2 separate regions of the Mus musculus genome follow, and region 1 is linked to region 2. Evidence: chromatin contacts called from public Hi-C data. All regions are on one chromosome and are shown on one strand. Each heading gives the region's core, a stretch centred on a gene start, on an enhancer-like site or on the middle of the called end of the contact. The rest is flanking DNA. Distances are from core to core; before and after follow the strand shown. Region 1 overlaps Ftsj1 (FtsJ RNA methyltransferase homolog 1 (E. coli)). Region 2 holds the start of Pcsk1n (proprotein convertase subtilisin/kexin type 1 inhibitor).

Evidence for each region. A called contact is a pair of places that touch in the nucleus more often than the background predicts.
Region 1: a contact with region 2 is called in a Hi-C map of myocytes, with 2.8 times the contacts expected there. The contact joins the enhancer-like site here to the promoter of Pcsk1n in region 2. A contact is called at or near these places in 4 of 39 promoter capture datasets (embryonic stem cells, hippocampal neurons, pre-B cells and 1 more), 1 of 484 Hi-C or Micro-C datasets (myocytes) and 1 of 9 other capture datasets (liver).

Annotation. Positions count from the first base shown.
Region 1 is chrX:8,236,552-8,242,822 of GRCm38.p6, forward strand. Ftsj1 (FtsJ RNA methyltransferase homolog 1 (E. coli)) reads right to left here. Exons shown (of 13, transcript NM_001290430.1): 13 at 2,117-4,279. Among named protein-coding and RNA genes, the nearest start is that of Ftsj1, 13 kb to the right of the region's middle. Within about 2 kb of position 2,485, at least 53 of the 459 cell types and tissues checked have an H3K27ac peak or open chromatin away from gene starts, as enhancers often do. A contact at or near this core is called in embryonic stem cells, myocytes and stem cell-derived epiblast-like cells, where this site is marked.
Region 2 is chrX:7,917,120-7,923,218 of GRCm38.p6, forward strand. It overlaps Pcsk1n (proprotein convertase subtilisin/kexin type 1 inhibitor), which reads left to right and starts at 2,703. Exons shown (of 3, transcript NM_013892.3): 1 at 2,703-2,925; 2 at 4,929-5,395; 3 at 5,789-6,099. The coding sequence starts at 2,812. The coding sequence ends at 5,984.

The DNA.
Region 1 (6,271 bases), core at 1,235-3,734, 320 kb after region 2:
GTAGTCCAGGCTGGCCACAGACTTCTGATCTTGCATCCACCCCCAAGTGTGGGGGTTACAGAGGTATGTGCCACCATGCTAAGTTTATGCCGTGCTAGAGACTGAATCTTAAGTTTTATGCATTTTAGACAACACCCTACAAACTGGGCAACATCCCCAGACCTCTTGGTGTTTGTTTTTTGTGTTCGTGTGTATGTTTTCTTGCTGATATATATTTTTTCCAGATAGCATCTCACTGTGTAACACATGCTGATGGCATCTGTTTTTGCTTCCGGACTGGCTAGAACTACAGGTGTGTGCTACCACAACCAGACCAGTTCTGAGTTTTCACAATAAAAAACAAGTTGGGTAATCAGCACCACACAGCCAGAGGAGTCTGTTACAACCAAATGATTCATGCCTGCACTGTGTGCACAAAGCCCTGCCCCAGTGGCTAAGTGTCAGTCCTTTCTATGGCCTACAAGGGGCTGCAGCTATCCCACCTCCTTCTAAAATGTGGTATTTTCACTCACATTTAGTTTTGGCTAATTTCCATCCTTGTCTGCATATTGCTGCCTCCTCCTCGCTGTGCCCTTTCACCACAAGCACTCCCTGTCCTCTCTCCCCATCTTCTGTGTTACTTTCCCCACTCTCTGCCTTTCAAAGCTTTCCCCTTCTCATGGACACCTTTCCACTTCCACAGCCTTTGCCCACATTTACTCTGGCTTAGAGACACACACCTAATGCAAGCTAGGATCCACACAGGAGTGCAAAGGAGGCGGCATATTTGTCTTACTTGCCTTAGTGTTTTCCAGTGCCACCATATCTCTTGCAAATTTCATCTCTGGGGGCTGGCGAGATGGCTCAGCGATTAAGAGCACTGACTGCTCTTTGGAAGGTTCTGAGTTCAAATCCCAGCAACCACATGCTGGCTCACAACCACCCGTACTGAGATCTGATGCCCTCTTCTGGTGTGTCTGAAGACAGCTACAGTGTACTTACATATAATAAATCTTTGGGCTGGAGCGAGCAGAGGTCCTCAGTTCAATTCCCAGCAACCACAAGATGGTTCACAATCATCTGTACAGCTACAGTGTACTCATATACATAAAAATAAATAAATCTTAAAAAATTATCTCTCTTTACAGCTGAATAAAAATCTATTGTATAAATATACTACCATTTTCTTGCTATTATGAATACAGAGCAGCCCGAATATGGAGGGTGCACACCTTTAATCCCAGCACTTGGGAGACATGCAGGTGGAGCTCTGTGAGTTCGAGACCAGCCTGGTCCATAGATTGAATTCCAGGACAGCCAGGTCTGCACAGAGACTCTGTCTCAAGAAACCAAACAAAGGAAATACAAATGGCCAATAATCTTTCAGTTTGCTTGTTTTATTTTATTGAGACAGGATTTCTCTGTGTAGCATTGGCTGTCCTGAAACTTGCTCTGTAGACCAGGCTAGTCTCCAAATCACAGAGATCTGCAGGCTCCCAAGAGCTAGGCTTAACAGTGAGCCCTGCCACCACCCAGGTATTAACTCTATGTGAAGTATATAGCTGGCAAAAATTGTCTCCCACTGTATACAGAATGTCTGTTCACTCTGCTGGAGCACAGAAGCCCTTTAATTCTAAGTAATCCAATCTACCCAGTCTTTAAAGATGTATTTCACTTATATGTGTGTGTTTTTTCTGTCTGTTTTATATACTACATGTAATATCTGGTGCTCAAGGAGGTCAGAAGAAAGCATCAGACCTGGAGCTGGAGTTATGGGTGTTTTTCAGATACCTTGAGAGTGTTGGAAATTGAACCCAGGTCTTCTGCAAGAACAACAAATGCTCTTTTTTTTTTTTTTTTTTAAATTTTTATTTTTTTTATTTTATTTTTTTTAAGATTTATTTATTTATTATATGTAAGTACACTGTAGCTGTCCTCAGACACTCCAGAAGAGGGAGTCAGATCTCCTTACGGATGGTTGTGAGCCACCATGTGGTTGCTGGGATTTGAACTCCTGACCTTCAGAAGAGCAGTCGGGTGCTCTTACCCACTGAGCCATCTCACCAGCCCCAACAAATGCTCTTAAAGTGGAGCCATCTCTCCAGATTCTCAATTCTTGAGCTTTTTTTTTTTTTGTGCTATTGGGTTCCATTCAGGCATTTCTTGCTCCTCCTATAGGCCCTCTCTGATCTCATGTCGCACCACTGGTCCTCAGGTTGACTGTTCCAGCTCCATCCCTCATCTCTGCGTGCTGCTCATGGAATAGGGCAAGCACAAGGTTTCCCCTTCCTTTGCCTGGATCACTTGCCCCACCGATACAACTCCTAAGAGTCAAAGCCCAGAACAGGGACACTTGTGGAGCTCTTTCCCGGGCACTGCGGAGTTGCTGTGGCAATGGGTGTGGGCGTAGAAGCATCTGTGATTGAATGCCCTTCCTGTGGACCCTCCAGACATGCATTCCTGAGGTCAGATAGCCTGGGCTGTGGACATTCCTGTGGTCACATTGATTGGAATGAAAATCATCATCTTGGATTAAACCATTGTAGTGTGAACACCTCTAGACAGAGTGGGGTGCAGACATTCCGGGCATCACAGAGAGAGGCGTGGTCAGAGACCAAAGTGCAGGCGCACAGGAATACGAGGGTTTGTAAAGACATTGGATTAGGCCACAGAAGACGGCACCCTGTAGCTTAGGGCGTGCATGTCAGCTGCTGCCTGTCGGGCTCTAGGGAGACTAGAAAACAAGTCTCCCTCCCACACCCGCTTATACTGGTAGTGCTGGGCATACAATTCAAGGACTTGTACATGTTAGCTAAGCGTGAAGAAAAGACTGTCAACCTAAAAAACTTTGGTCTGGTAAAATCAGGCATCGCGAAACATGCCTTTAATGTGGACTTGGGAGGTACGGATGGGAGGGAGAATCTCTGTTTCTTTGTTTTTTTTTTTTTGTTTTTTTTTTGTTTTGTTTTTTTGTTTTTTGAGACAGGGTTTCTCTGTGTAGCCCTGGCTGTCCTGGAACTCACTTTGTAGACCAGGCTGGCCTCAAACTCAGAAATCTGCCTGCCGAGTACTGGGATTAAAGGCGTGCGCCACCACGCTCAGCTTGGATCTGTATTTCAATGTCATTCTTGGGTATACAGTGAGTTTGAGGCCAGCCTTGGCTACATGAGACCCTTTCTCAACAAAATAAAGCAAAACTAGAGCAAAAATTGTTTGAGAAATCCTTTGGAAATCTGGGATTATAGTACTACTACATTTGGCTTCACCTTTTGTTTTGCTTTGTTTTGTTTTTGAAAAGGGCCTAGCTATACTGTCCACATTGGCCTTGCAGTTCTAGGCTTGAGGGTTTTCATTTTAGGCACCCAAGTAGCTAGGACTATAGGTGGTGGTAGTACTACATCCAACTATCAGGCTTTGTGTGTGTGCTAGTGAAATTGGAACCCAGGGCCTTATGCATACGAGGCAAGGACCTACCTACCGCATCCGCATCCTCAGCCCATCACAGGACGTCTTTGAAGGCACACCTGCATATGCACACAAACACGTCTGAATGATGAGGAAAGCAGACTATGCTGAAATACAGTTATCACCTTACATTTGAATAAAACTGGAAGACAGTAGCTAGGTTTGGTGGCACAGGCCTGTAATCTCAGCACTCAGGGAACTGACACAGGAGGATTTTGAGTTTTAAGGGCGGTGTAGCCTATATGGGAGGATGTCTTACAAATACCTGCCCAGCCAATCACCCAATTGGGATGCGGTAATAGATGAGATGTCTAATTATAGGATTAATTTATAAAATCAACTATCATTCAAAGTGGTGAGAAATATGAGCAGTATTTCAGATGTCTGTGAACTGTCATATAAAAAAGTAAGCAACGTGCATATGTAGGGTTTTTCCTGTTTTGATTTATTGCCAATATTTGTTAACTGGGACTAAAGCTGAACTTCCGTCATAGTGACAACATTCACGCTTTCCTCCATCATGTTTGGTGGAGGTTGCTGACGTTTGACCATAGGAAGAACCAGTGCTTTGGGGGAATTCCTGGGCCTTCTAGGACATTCCAGGAGAGGTTTGGAGAAGAGGAATGTGCTCACAGTCTCAACAAATCCTTCCTGCAGTTCTGAGGACTTCTTCACCATTTCTTTGTCATGATGGAGGTGTTATAGATTCTCACTCTAGGTCGGTCTGTTCAGTCCCCATAGATGACATCTGCAAACAAACTCATCAAGCCAGCTTCTAGTTGTCTTGGCAGGCAGCAGCTTTTGGGCTGTATTAGTTTGATTTTTCCTGCAAACTCTAACATAAAGGGAAATGTATATATATATTTAAAAAAACCCACACGTGTCAAAGGTTAACTACAAGTAGTACTTCATTCTCATTGCTGTGTAGCTCCTCACTGTGACCAGGCAAGGACTGAACAGGAGGGCCATAGGCATTCAGGAACTAATTTGTTGGGCTGGAGAGGTGGCTCAGCGGTTAAGAGCACTGACTGCTCTTCCAGAGGTCCTGAGTTCAATTCTCAGCAACGACATGGTGGCTCACAACCACCTGTAATGGGGTCTGATTCTTCTGATGTGTCTGAAGAGAGCTACAGTGTACTCATGTACATAAAATAAATAAATAATATAAAAAGGGGAAAACCCCTCAATTTTAAAAGAACTAATTTGTCTAAAAATTTTCTTTTACAGTTATTTATTTTGTATACGTGTGCAAGTGCCGACAACAATGCTGGGGAGTCAGTTCTCCTTCTACTGTATGGGTTACAAGGATTAAACTGGTTGGCCATTGGGCTTGGCAGGGAGTCTTTTCCTTCTACTTCATCTCTGGATCCTTCCCCGGGCAAGCCCCATCACTGACATACAGCCCACCCGCTTTGGAGTTTGGTTTGTTTTTGTTTTGCTTAAGACGGGGTCTTACTATGTAGCCTAGGCTGGACTGTCGCTTATGTACTAGGGTCAAAGGCCTGTGTCACCACACCTGGCCTGCTTCAGTTTAAAAAAAAAGATTTTATTTATGTTCATTTTATGTGTATGACTGTCTTGCCTCCATACATGTATGTAAATGCATTTCATGTGTGCTTGGTAAATATGGAGGGCAGAAGAAAGCACCTGATATCCTGGAATCAGAATTACAGACAGTTGTGAGCTGCCATGTGGTGCTGGGCACTGCACCCTGATTGTCTGAATGGGCAGCAAGTGATCTTAACCACTGAGCTGTCTTTCTAATTAAGTTTTTTTTGTTTTTGAGATTACTTGTTTAATTATTTTATGTGCATGGGTGTTTTGCCTTGCATATCTGTGTACCATGTTGTGCCTGGTGCATTAGGTAGGTGTGAGCCCCTGGGTTTCATTCTGTAGCCCTGGTTGTCCTGAATTTACTATATAGACCAGGCTGGCCTTGAACTCAGAGATCCGCCTGCCTCTGCCACCTGGGTGCTGGGATCAAAGGTGTGTACCGCCATCCCTGGTCGGTGTCTCAATTTTTTGTTGGTTTTTATTTTTTAGTAGATTTATTTATTTATTTTTATATGAGTACACTGTAGCTGTCTTCAGACACACTAGAAGAGGGAATTGGATCCCATTACAGATGGTACTGAGCCACCATGTGGTTGCTGGGAATTGGACTCAGGACCTCTGGAAGAACAGTCAGTGCTCTCAACTGCTGAGCCATCTCTCCAGCTCATGTTTCAAATTTTTAAGGTGCCCTTTATACCAGAAGACTTAAATGTGGGTAACTTGCTAAGCCATGGTCAGAAAAGGATGTCTCCTAATGGCTAGACTAAGTCCACCCTACTACAGAGCAGCTGGCTTCTTCTATTTCAGGTAGTTTTAACCTTGAATTCTGCTGTGCCCTTTTCCCTGCAATGTTCTTCCCCTAGATAAACCCACAAGTCCCCACACCTCAATCCCCTCCATGGTTTCTTTACCTCAGAAAGGTCTTTTAGAAAACATGCTTGCTGGGCAGTGGTGGCACACGCCTTTAATCCCAGCACTTGGGAGGCAGAGACAGGCGGATTTCTGAGTTCGAGGCCAGCCTGGTCTACAAAGTGAGGTCCAGGACAGCCAGGGCTATACAGAGAAACCGTGTCTCGAAAAAACAAAAAAAAAAGAAAACATGCTTTTATTTTTTATTTCCTTTTCTCACAGGATCTCTACATAGCCCTGGCTGTCAACTTGCATGTAGACTAGGCTGGCCTTGAAATAGCAATCCTGGTGCCCCTGCCTCCCACCTGCCTGGCTAGAAAAAGACTTTCAAAATTCTAAACTCCTGTCTGCATTCTCTGACTTC
Region 2 (6,099 bases), core at 1,453-3,952:
AGGGCTGGTATTACAGCTGTGTATGACCAAGCCAGACTTTCATAAAAGTAGCCAGGAAAGGATTTGCATTGTGTTGTCATCTGTGATCCTGGGAACATACAGACAAATCAACAGATCAGCTATCTATGCCTTAGACCACAGAGGTGCATCTTTCTTTTGCCCATTTTTTTCTTTTAGATAGGGTCTTGTATACATTCTAGGCTGTGCTGGAACTCACTATCCGCCAGCCTCAGCTCCCCAAGTGCTGGAATTACAGGAGTGCACCAGTGGACTGGCTCTTTGCTTCACTTTTATTATTTATTTTACTTGTTTTTAGTTTTTAGTTTTTGAGACAGGGTCTCTCTGCGTAGCACTGGCTGACCTGAAACTCTCTACGTAGACCAGGCTGGCCTTGAATTAACAGAACTTCCTGCTTCTACCTCCTGAGTGCTGGGATAAAAGGGGTATGCCACTATGCCTGGCTCTCCTTCACATTTAATCTATGCCATGTCATCATATGTTGTTTTAATTTCACTTTATTTTTTTTAGTTTTAATTCTCAATGAAAATATATAGATTTTTGCAGCAGCGTGTTCTAATCATAACTTTATTTTCCAGTAAAGGAAGATATAGCAACCACTGGTTCTGTATCCAGAACGACGCACTGTCAGCATTGCCCTCTCCAGGGTTTCCCCCTTTGGGATACACACACTGATTTTATCAGAATCCTCTGGGTTTGGTGCTGATGTTCAAATCCAGCTATAGAAATGCTTCACTAGTGAGCTACATTCCCAGTCTTTGATGGATCATTCCAGTGTTTTGGGTTCTTGTGGTTGTTGTTTGGCTGTTCTTTAAGAACATGGTTTCTCTTTGCAGCCCAGATTGCTTTGGAACGAACTTTCTTTCTTTCTTTCTTTCTTTCTTTCTTTCTTTCTTTCTTTCTTTCTTTCTTTCTTTCTTTCTTTCTTTCTTTTAACATACATTTATTTATTTGTTTGTTTATATGTGAGTACACTGTAGCTGTCTCCAGATGCACCAGTAGAGGGCATCAGATCTCATTACGGGTGGTTGTGAGCCACCATGCGGTTGCTGGAAATTGAACTCACGACCGTGCTCTTACCCACTGTGCCATCTCTCCAGCCCAGCTTTGGAACTTTCTATGTAGACCAGGTTGACCAGGAACTCAGCAGAGATCTGCCTGCTTCTGCCTTCTGAGTGCTGGGATTAAAGGCCAGTGATAGCACGCCCAGCTGATGGTTTATTTATTTGTTTTATTTCTATTTTTCTTGGTGAACTCCAAGCATGAACGTGCTCTACGAATAATCTCTATCCCGCTCTACCTCTCCTGATTGAGACATTATCTAGCTGCTAGATATCCTTGAACGCCCTGTGTGGCCCAAACTGACCTTAAACTTATGACCCTCCTGCCTCTGCCTCCTGGTACCAAGGAAGGTTACAGGAATGTGCCAACCATTCCTGGGTTGGGGACGTTTTGTCTCTTCCTATGGTGGTGGCATGGAACTCGTGTTTATGCTTTACCGCAGAGCTTGGGCTTCTCTCTCCAGCCCCCTTCCCTCTTGCCCCACTGGGGATTCGTGCTGGGCAAGACCCCTTTGATGGAGCTACCCACTCAAATCCCCCTTTTCACTTTTGATTTTGCGATAGGATCTCATTACATTGTACAGGCTGGCCTTAAACTATTTGTGTGTTTTTGCTGGTCTAGAGCCTGCTTTGTGTGGGGCACAGCATTTTATGACTTTAATCCCAGCCCTCAGGAGGCAGATCTGCACATCTCTGTCAATTCAAGGCTAGCCTAGATTACATAGTAAGTTCTTGGACAGCCACGGGGCTATGTAGAGAACTGTTCAAAGGAAAAAAGAAGGCTACATCATAGATGAGGGCTGCACTGCCACACCCAGTTTATGGGGTGCCCAGAATCAAACCTAGGGCTTTGTATATGCTAGGCAAAAACTGTACCAGATGAACTACATCCCTAGACTGTTGAACTAGATGTAGTCCAGACAGGCCTTGAAGTGGAGAACCTTCTTCTTTAGCCTCCCAAGTGGTTGGGGATGGCAAGCCTGTGCCACTAGGCCTGGCTCTTTCAACCTTTTGTTGTATCATTTAAAAAACATTTACATATTTGTTGTGTGTGAGTAGGGGTGCACAATTGCCACAGAATACCTGTGGAAACGAGAGCACAGTGAGAGAAATGAAATGAAGGGAGCATTTAGTAAGCTCCTACTTAATATCACGCCTGTAGATCTTTAAGTGTCATTCTGAGGTTGCAGTTGTTAGTAATAGCTTTATTCTGGCATGAGGCTAATCCATAGCAATATGAACTGAGCTGCCAGTGGCCATGTCATCTGGGTTCATTTCTCTGTGAACATCGTGGTCCACAGCATGCAGCCAGTAATTGTTTATCCATCAAACAAGAGTATAGTCTGTTGTCTCCCCAAGGACAGAGACCAGAGCCTGATTTCAGCCCACTGAGTCAATTTCCCTTGTCTGTCTGGTAATTCAACAGCAAGGTCTATTGCCCTAGCAACTGCCCTTATACTGCCATGGCAACCGCCAGTGCAGACTTCTGTTCTCCACTTTGCCCCTTGGACATCTCCATGGCGATGCGCAGGATGAAGAGAAGGCCAGAGCCCTAATTCTGCGCCTGCGTACAGTAGGAGACAGTGGGGCGGGAGTGGGGGGGACGGGGACGCGGGGAGGGGGCAGGCTCCTGGATGTGCGCAGCCGCAGAGCGCTGCTGCTGTGCCTAATACCCATCGCTGCGCACTTGACAGCCAGTCCGCCCGTCCGGAGCCCGGCTCGTTGGGGCAGCATGGCGGGGTCGCCGCTGCTCTGCGGGCCGCGGGCCGGGGGCGTCGGCATTTTGGTGCTGCTGCTCTTGGGCCTTCTGAGGCTGCCCCCCACCCTGTCAGCGAGGCCCGTGAAGGTGCGACCTCAGTCAGCAGGGGGTGGGGGTGGGGTGGGGAGGAAGATGGGGGAAAGTGTTAATGAGGTATTTTCACAGGTATGCGCATAGGGCTTGGCTAGGGTGACCTGGCCTGCAGCTGACAGCCCCGCGCAGGCCAGGGGCAGTTTCAGGATGTGAGGATGATGTTGTTCAGGGCGCCCTGCCCATCCCTCAGCATCTGGGGCCTGGTTTAATCTCGATCCACGGGTGGCCCGTGGAGCTGTCCGTGGCACTAGGGTGTATTCAGAAAAGATATCTAAGCCTGTGATGTGATGACCGAAGTGTATAGGCATTGTTTCTTTTCAGTGTGACCTTTGGTTTGACTGCCCCTGAATGCCCTACAATACTAGGGATGCTTCTGGTTGACTTTTTGCGGGCCTGGTTGCTTTCTTAGTGGTACAGTGTGTATATTTGTGAATTCTTATGGGTGGTGACGTAGTATATGGGCGTATCTTTCTGTGTACTTGTGTGTTTCTGTGTTCATTTGTTTTTATTTTAGAAGGAGTGGTCCTTGTACCTTGGGGTACATATTTCATGGTGGCTTGGGTAAACTGAGTACTTGGGTTCTTCTACGTGCATCCACGAGACAGTTTCCTTTTTTTTCTTCTTCTTCTTTGTGGAGCTGTGTCATTGCAGGGAAAGAAGCCATGATGTCTCTGCATTGTGTTTTTAAAGACGATGCATGTCCTTGGTTGGCTCAGGTAGAGTAACTGAAGATCATTTCGCCAACAGGAATGTACACACAGGCACGAAAAAAAGACCACTTCTCGCAGTGGATATGGCAGTGTTGGGTTAAAATGTGTGACATTTTAAGGGCTGTGTGTGTGTGTGTGTGTGTGTGTAGGGATTGCTGGTGGGTGATTTCCCCGGCGCTGAGAGTGGTGGGTGCTGATCAAGGGCACGTGGAGCAGCTTGCTCCTCTACCTCTTCAAAGCTGTTGAGAGATCAGAGGAGAATTTTTAAAACCATTTGATAGCCTCGCGCCCCCCATAGGCATTACCTTCTATTTTCCACCCATTGAGTCCGTTCTTTGCTTTGCAGCTCATCTTTAAACGACCCATTGTTTCATTCCTCCTGCTTCTGGAACATCCGAGAAATGCAATCAAGCTAGGCATCTGCTTCCTGATGGTCACTAGGGGTCACTAAGAAGTCCTTGGCTTTGATAGACTTAGGTCATCTGCAGTGGGATTCTAGAATTTGCCTTTGTGTGTGTGTGTGAGATTCATTTATATTGAAGTGTACAGTTATAGTTAATTTATTGGTGCGCATTATCATCTTCCATGTGTGTATCATGAGTATCCTACTAAGTCATTGTTTATTTCCGTGCTGTTCTTTCCTTCACCCCACCCCCTACTTTTATGCTGTTATAAAAATGCTGCTGTGATGTTTCAAGAATTTACATCCTGCAGGCTGACTGTAACACCCAACCCATTCTTCTCTTGAGACACAGGCAATTTCTCTTTCAAAATGATTTTTGCAAAATTTTGTTTTGTTTCTTGAGGTAGGATTTCTCTCTGTAGTCCAGGCTGCCCTGGAGCTCCCTTTGTAGAGGAGGCTGGCCTGAAACTCAGGGATCTGCCTGCGTAGGCTGGGAATTAAAGGCGTGAACTCTCCCACACCTGGCTTATTTTTGCAAGTTTAATTTCCAACAGAGAAATGTTATAGTGTTATTCCAAACCTGGCACCTGCCCCAACCCCCCCCCCAAAAAAAACGAAGAAGAGAAAAGAAACTAACGGTAACAGCATAGCATCCAGAGGATTCAGGACAAGTTTTGAGATTGTGTGAATCCTAGAGGTGTTCTAGTGGTCTGAAGTGCCCTTGGAGATATTTAGGGGTTTCCCGGGACCTTAGACACGATAGGAATTTTGGAGGGGCCCAGTGAATGAGGTGGTCATTGAAAATCCATGGAGCCCCACCCCTAGTTGTGCATCTCTGGCCAGACAATGACGATATTTTTTTCCTTCACCCCATCTTCTCACAGGAGCCCCGCAGTCTGAGCGCAGCATCCGCGCCCTTGGTTGAGACGAGCACTCCCCTCCGCTTGCGTCGGGCCGTGCCCCGAGGAGAGGCGGCGGGTGCGGTGCAGGAGCTGGCGCGGGCGCTGGCGCACCTGCTGGAGGCCGAGAGACAGGAACGCGCGCGTGCTGAGGCGCAGGAGGCTGAGGATCAGCAGGCGCGTGTCCTGGCGCAGCTGCTGCGCGCCTGGGGCTCTCCGCGTGCCTCGGACCCGCCCTTGGCCCCCGACGATGACCCGGACGCTCCAGCTGCACAGCTCGCCCGTGCTCTGCTCCGAGCTCGCCTAGACCCGGCCGCCCTGGCAGCCCAACTTGTCCCCGCCCCTGCCGCTGCGCCGCGACCCCGGCCCCCAGTGTATGATGATGGCCCCACTGGCCCAGACGTCGAGGATGCCGGCGACGAGACTCCTGACGTGGACCCTGAGCTGCTGAGGTGCGGGGACCAAGGGGGAGGGAGGGCAAGGGCAGAGGGCTTCATGCACTGGGGGTAAAATCACTACTAAAGTGCTGCGCTGGAGCCTGAGAAGTGAGGTCGCGGGTCCTGAGTACAAGGGGACGGAAGCCCAGGGACCCCTGACTGGTGGGACAATGCAGGAGTAAGGGCTCCCCGGAGTGGTGGTGGATCGGTTTCTGCAGGAAGTGGTCCTGGTGGTGGGCAGTTTCTGGAATGGAAGGCCGGGACCTCTGACTTCCTCGGAAAGTAGTGGTGAGTTCCGCAGGCTCGAGTGAGGGTTACAAGCCATACGGAATTAGAAAATTGCCTTGTCCGGGTTCTGAACCACAGCGATGGCAAATACATCCTGACCGCATTCCGCAATCCTTGCAGGTACTTGCTAGGGCGGATCCTCACCGGAAGTTCGGAGCCAGAGGCTGCTCCTGCCCCGCGCCGCCTCCGCCGATCTGTGGACCAGGATTTGGGTCCCGAGGTGCCCCCTGAGAACGTACTGGGGGCTCTGCTACGCGTCAAACGCCTGGAGAACCCCTCGCCCCAGGCGCCGGCACGCCGCCTCCTGCCTCCCTGAGCGCTGCTGCATCCTGCACGCCCTGGAACCCAGGAGCGCCCCAGCAACCCTGACTCCCTGCCAGCACGTCCAAGGCTGCTTACCCCAGCAACCTCCCATCCCCTGAGCCCTCAAT